Regions from separate parts of the Mus musculus genome. Here region 1 is linked to region 2. Evidence: chromatin contacts called from public promoter capture Hi-C data. All regions are on one chromosome and are shown on one strand. The core of a region is the stretch at or near the end of the contact, and the rest is flanking DNA. Distances in the headings are between cores, read along the strand shown.

The links. Capture Hi-C pulls out chosen DNA fragments and counts their contacts.
Region 1: a contact with region 2 is called in a promoter capture Hi-C map of pancreatic islet. The contact joins two enhancer-like sites. A contact is called at or near these places in 1 of 115 datasets of contacts at active chromatin or transcription factors (pancreatic cancer cells) and 1 of 9 other capture datasets (pancreatic islet).

Annotation. Positions count from the first base shown.
Region 1 is chr13:35,028,592-35,031,800 of GRCm38.p6, reverse strand. No RefSeq gene overlaps it. Among named protein-coding and RNA genes, the nearest start is that of Eci2, 36 kb to the right of the region's middle. Within about 2 kb of position 1,755, at least 9 of the 459 cell types and tissues checked have an H3K27ac peak or open chromatin away from gene starts, as enhancers often do. A contact at or near this core is called in pancreatic islet, where this site is marked.
Region 2 is chr13:34,067,315-34,070,315 of GRCm38.p6, reverse strand. All of the region lies in intron 6 of Bphl (biphenyl hydrolase-like (serine hydrolase, breast epithelial mucin-associated antigen)), which reads right to left. Among named protein-coding and RNA genes, the nearest start is that of Tubb2a, 9.2 kb to the left of the region's middle. Within about 2 kb of position 1,340, at least 4 of the 459 cell types and tissues checked have an H3K27ac peak or open chromatin away from gene starts, as enhancers often do. A contact at or near this core is called in pancreatic islet, where this site is marked.

The DNA of each region.
Region 1 (3,209 bases), core at 506-3,005, 960 kb before region 2:
TGACTACAGACTAAGAAACATCTGGCCAGAAACCAGGTAAGTGAGGGGAGGTGAGAGCTCTGTGACTTTATAGAAAGCAGGTTGATTATATGACAACAGCAAAGGGCCAATGTGAATGGGGACAAGATTAAGGGGAATAGACAAGAACCAGCTGCAAGGCACCTTCTGGGCCACACTGAAGAGGTTGATGACAAGAAGTAACTTGATGAAATGTACATTTCTCGAGGGTAGCCTGGCAGAATCAGCGTTGGCTAGGAGATAGACAGACCTTGTTCAGAGTTACTGTGGACTCAGGGCATGAGTGATAAGGAGCTTGGGTAAGTGGCAAGAACTATGAAGGAGGAACCCTAGGATTTGATGGCTAGACACGGTATCAGTGAAAAACATAGCTCGTCCTCTAACAGGAATAAGAAATGGTTTATCCTGAGCCAAAGATGGCTATAGCATGGGCACCCTGATTCAGGTTGCCCTGGATGGTATGCTCCACTAAGGGAGAAAACTTGAACATTTATAGACCTGGAACTAAAGAAAGTTGTTAGTCAATGTACGTAATAGATGCCGTAGTGGGCACATCAGGTAGGTGTGGTTATAACAGAATATCAGGGATTTCTTCTGTAGGTTTCAGGTGCCATCTTGTGGCGTTCTTAACTTGGGTTTGGTGGAAGCTAATGGTCTGCTAAATTTACAATACAGCCCAAAAGTTTTACTTGACATCACAAAGATGTTAGGTCTGATTCATAGGTTGGTGGTAGCAAATGACCATTAAGAGGGCTAAAGAGAGATGAAGATATCTGGCCCCATATGCAACTTTCCATCTGCTCATAATTCTGACTTCCTGGCCAGTTAACCTGCAGAACCTTCAGTATAAATGTGGTTTCTTCTAAGAACTATGGCCTGCTATGGGAAATAGGAGAAAGGGGGCTTCCTAAGGCCACCAAAAGACGTATACCTTGATGACTAAGCATATGCGGGGTTGGAGCAAAGATGAGCTGGGCTCAAAAGTGAGCTCAGTTTGGGACCTGTTGAATCTGGCAGCACCAGGTCTTTCTTATTCATTATAAACACTTCATGGCAATTCCCCCTTGTTAAAGAGTCACTGTCTAGTATAAGCAAATGAACAAAGATATACAGTACAGGGAGATAAAATGCTGCTGCATAAATGTAGGTGTGTGCTTGCTTATGTAAACTTCCCCTTTTACTATCTGACCTAAAGTTAGCACTGGACAGAAAATAAAGTTGGATTTTAATTATTATTATACTCCTGAGGTCATGTTTTTGGAATTCCCAAACTGAATATTTCAACTCTTATAGAAATGTTCCAACAAGGCCACACCTCCTAATGGTGCCACTTTCTAGGCCAAGCACATTTAAACCACCACATATGGAATTTAAAAAAAAAAATCCCTCTACAATTTTATTTAATTTATTCCTATCAAATAAGTATATTTATATTTAAACATAAACATATCTGCAGAAATGTGTGTGTGTGTGTTATATTGCTGAGCATAAACTAATGGAGAATAGTTTTCAACTAGTGACAATAAAACAAAGATGTCAGCTATGAAACAAAGCCCTCCCAGTTGCTGGGCTGCAGGAAGAGAGCGCAGGCTCCACGTACGGATAATCTGCTCCTGTCTAACAAGAAGCCCACATTTCCATGACAGCTATAAAAACAGACCTCCTAAGGTGCTTCCCTCCTACATACCTTGCTGGGATGGTTAATTTTCTTGACTGGCCTACGGTATCCAAACATTAGGTCAAACACGATGCTGGATGTCCCTGTGGAGTTGTTTTTAATGAGGTGAACACTAATTTAGATTCATCGACTCCCAGGAAAGTAAATAATGGGAGTGAACCTCAGTTAATCAGTTGAAAGAACTATTAAAGCCAAGACAGAGGCAAGTCTCCTGTGTCAGAAAAAATTCTGCCAGAAGCCCACCTTAAATTCAAACTGAAATTCCCGAGGTCTTCAGCCTCCAGGGCTCGTTTGAACTTTACTCTTGAAAAATCCTCTAACAGGTGGCTAATTGCTTAATAAAACAAAATCTATCTCAGAAACTTCCCCTAGTTTTTCCTGGTGGCCCCTTTCAGCCTTTGCTTATAGTCCTTTGTGATTCTGTGGAGCTGGAGAACTCTCTCTACCAGAGACTCCTAGCTGCCATTCTGAGGCTGGGACTCAGGTAAGACTCAGCCTCTTGGTGTGGACCCAGGGTCCCCTTAGTTATTCCCTGCTACCTACCCCTCTCAGCTATTCCTTCTAGCCCATTCCTTTGTGACTCCCAACAATCTGCAGAACAGCAACAGGGACTCCAGAGCTGCCACACTTGGCCAGGACAGAGTAGGCAACAGCCACAAATTTCAGAACACTCACCCAGCAAAGATAAGACCCAGTATCTACACCAAGAAATGCTTATAACATCGTAACTCCAGAAACACACAAACATGAACAACCAAGACAATATGCCTCCTCCAGAAGCCAGCAAACCTATTGCATTAGGCCCCAAGAGTCTTCAAAAATAATAATTAGGAGTATGTTCAAAGACCTTCAAGATGATATGAAGAGATGTCTCGGTGAAAACCACTAAACCACAAACAGTTGAATAAGACAGTGGAAACGATTCAAGACCTGAAAGTAGCATTAAATAAAGACATAAAGTCACTAAAAAAAAAGTCCAAACTGACATAAAATTCCAAATGAAAAACTCAGGATGCCAAACAAAAGCCTCAGAGATCAGAGCATCATTCAACCCGTATCAAAAAAAAAAAAAATGGTAATTAACAGAGACCCACAAATGCACAATGGGTAGATAAATAAGGTACTTTGGAGCACCCAGTCCCAAATGGGATGTCTTTATTAAACTCTTCCCCTCAAGGTTCAAGGGTCTAATACAGTGGTTCTCAACCGTCATAATGCTGCAAACTTTTAATATAGTTTCTCATGTTGTGGTGACCCACCACGCTTATAATTATTTTGTCCCTACTTCATAATTAATTTTGCTAGTGTTATAGATCGTAACGGAAATATCTGATAAGCAGGATATCTGATAGGCAACTCCCGAAGGGGTCGGGACCCATAGGTTAAAACCACTGATCCAAGTGAAGAGGAGACAGAAAGAGTGTAAGAGCCAGAGGTGGCAGATGACTCCAAGAACTGCATCTTTCAGGTTCAACAGCATTGATGTACACATGAAGGAACAGAGATTGGGGCA
Region 2 (3,001 bases), core at 91-2,590:
GGAGTATTTCTATTTGAGGCAAACAGGGGACTCTAGCTGATCGCTCTCCCATCCTTCCTAGGGCAGAGGTGTCGGGGAATGTTTTACGCTTGTGTTCAGATGCGGATAACTGTGCCCAGAGATCTCCTGTCTCAGTGTTGTGTAAAAACTGTTTTCCATCACCTCTGGTTGGTTAATACAGAGCTGATCAGTCACTGGCTGGGCAGGAAAGAAGGGGGCAGGGCTTCCAGTGAAGAGGTCCTGGGTGGAAAAAGGAGGGAGAGAGAGTGGAGGAATGAGGTACCAGGAGACAATGGAGAGGACAGCTGGAGCAGGAGCAGCCAGAGAGACATGACAATGGCAGGTAATGGCAGGTAACACCACATGGCTTGGATGTTGCTGGAAATAGGCCAGGCCAGCATGGTCGGGTTAGAACAGATGAGAACCCTACCCAGCTATAGTATGAGATGCTTATTAATAAATATACCAGGTCTCCTTGCCATTATTTCAGAGCTTGTGAGGGCATAGAAAAGCCATGAACATTTACAGAGAAGTCATCAGGTCATGGGGGCGGGGAGTGGGGAGGTTGGGAACGCCCAGCAGGGTGAGGTATACAGGCACGGGCTGCAGCAGGTGCCTTCCATCAGACTCTCCCTCCATCAGAACCTAGGTCTTATTTTGCTATCTGGCTGAGTAAAGTGTGAACCGGCTCCACCTTCATGCTCCAGTTCACACTGCTCCAGCAAGCTGGGAGCATCTAGCAAGTCTAACCATCTCCCATTGGCGGCTAGACTTGGAGAACCAAAGAAGCAGCAGAAAGAGGGCTTCCCTCCCTTCAGTGACCCAGACCAGAAGACAGTAACTAGCCCACCCCCTACCCAGATGGCCACTCCTGCTACATAACTCCTCTAACCTCCAGGAAAGCCTCCTCAAGATCAAGAACTCTGGAGGGGAGCAAAGGCCTATCAGCCCTTCCCCATAGCTATGGTTAACGTCACATATCAATTTGACTGGGTCTCAGGGTGCTCAGGTGTTTAACTGGATGTTATTGTGGTTGTGCCTGAGTGTGTTTGAGGATGATATTAAAACCTGAATCCATAGACTGAGTAAGGTGATTATTGCCCTCCCTCGTGTGAGTAGAGCTGGTTCAATCTGTTGAAGGTCAGCTAGAGAAGCTAGCACCCATGTTTTACACACCAGAAAACAAGAGAGATGTCATGTGCAATGAATGCTCTAGGGCACACAGTCAAATGGCACTCCAGTGCTCTTAGTTCCAATGTCACAAATGCTACTCAGCACCCTTTTATCCCCAGAGATTTCTCCCTTAGGTTCTCCCTTTGGCTGATACAACCCTGCAGTGTCCTTCTGTAAACATTGATTTTACCCCTGTTCTCTCCTGCTTGCCTTGCTCCCAGGCCTGCCTGACCATGTGCCTGGGCCACTGCAAAGTCACCTGTGTGACTGCTCCTGCTTTGCACATGCTTTCTGCCTTTCTCTCTTTCTACGTTCTCCCTCCCCCAACAGAGGCTTTAAAATATGCTAGATTAGATCTGAGAGAGCTATTCAATGGGATAAAAATCAAATCACATGCTGAGCGTTGTTTAAAAAGGTATGAATAAGGAATCATGTGACTGTGGGGGTAAGGAAGCTTCCCCGAGGGGGAGATGCTGAGCTATGACGTGAAGGATAAGGGTACTGGACAAGCAGGAAGGAGTAAGGGGCATGGAGGTTTGCCGCTGGAGCTGAAATGCAGATTCTGGTTTTTGTTAATTCCTGATATCTGAAGCCTCCTCAAAACCACTTATGGAATGATCCCCATCCCCTTCACATGCTGAAAATCTCAGTATCTCTAAAGGCATGACTTTGTTCAAAAGATGGTTATATCCTGATCCGTTATGACTAATGACCTTATAAAAAAGGCAAAGTGGGTCATAGGACCAGATGAAAGATTGTCTCTGAGCAGGGGAGCAAGGATTCTGTCAATAGCCCCTTCCTGGACTTAGAACTAGAGAGGATCAATGTTTGTGTTGTAATAGAGTCCTGTCTTCATAAAGCTGACATATGTTGACAATATTGAGGCTGGGGGTGTTGCTTAGTGATAGAATGTCCTGACCTTATCCCCAGCAATGTAGAAAAAAATTAAAATGAAATACCATAAATTAAAAATGTATCTGCTGGACAGTGGTGGTACATACCTTTAATCCCAGCACTTGGGGAGGCAGAGGCAGGTAGATTTCTGAGTTCAAGGTCAGGCTGGTCTACAGAGAAAGCTCCAAGATAGCCAGAGCTTCATAGAGAAACCTGGTCTGGAAAAACAAAAGAAAAAAAAAACCAGCCAAACAAAAAACCCAAAACAACAACAAAAATGCACCTAATATATCTATATTGCTAAACACCACAGACCACAGCTTAGCTTTGCCTACCCTAACGATGCTTAGAATGTTTACATCAGCGTATAGCTGGGTAAAATCATCTCCTATGTCACAGACCCTAGTTCATAATAAAGTGCTGAGTGAGAGCTTCATGTAGTTTAGTGAACTCTGAACTGAACATGGAAAGCCTATGGTTGTAACATGGAAAGCCTAGGGATGCTCTGATATTACTGTAGAGCTGAAAGTCTTTCTGAGAGGACAGCTAAGACAGAAACTCTAACTTCACTGAAGCAGCCCAGCTAGCTGTTTCACAGCACAGTGGCTTGACCTTGCTGTGGACTCACATTCTCTCCAGTTAGTCCAGCTCTGTTGCCTCCAAGAGCCTCTTCACACCAGCTCTAGATATGATGGGTGCCAATTAACACTTGACAAGATTTCCAGATAGCTGCTGGGCTGGCTCTAATGGGAAGTGTCCACCCAGAGGATGGCAGACAAGACAGGCAAGAAGCCAGGAGGGAGGTCTGGCTAGGCAGGGGCCCTGAGACTAGGGTCGGGGCAGGAGGACTCCAAAGATAGGGACTGTCACCCTCACTGCTGCAGGCAGAACAGCTCTCTCTCTCTCTCTCTCTCTCTCTTTTAATTAGAAATTT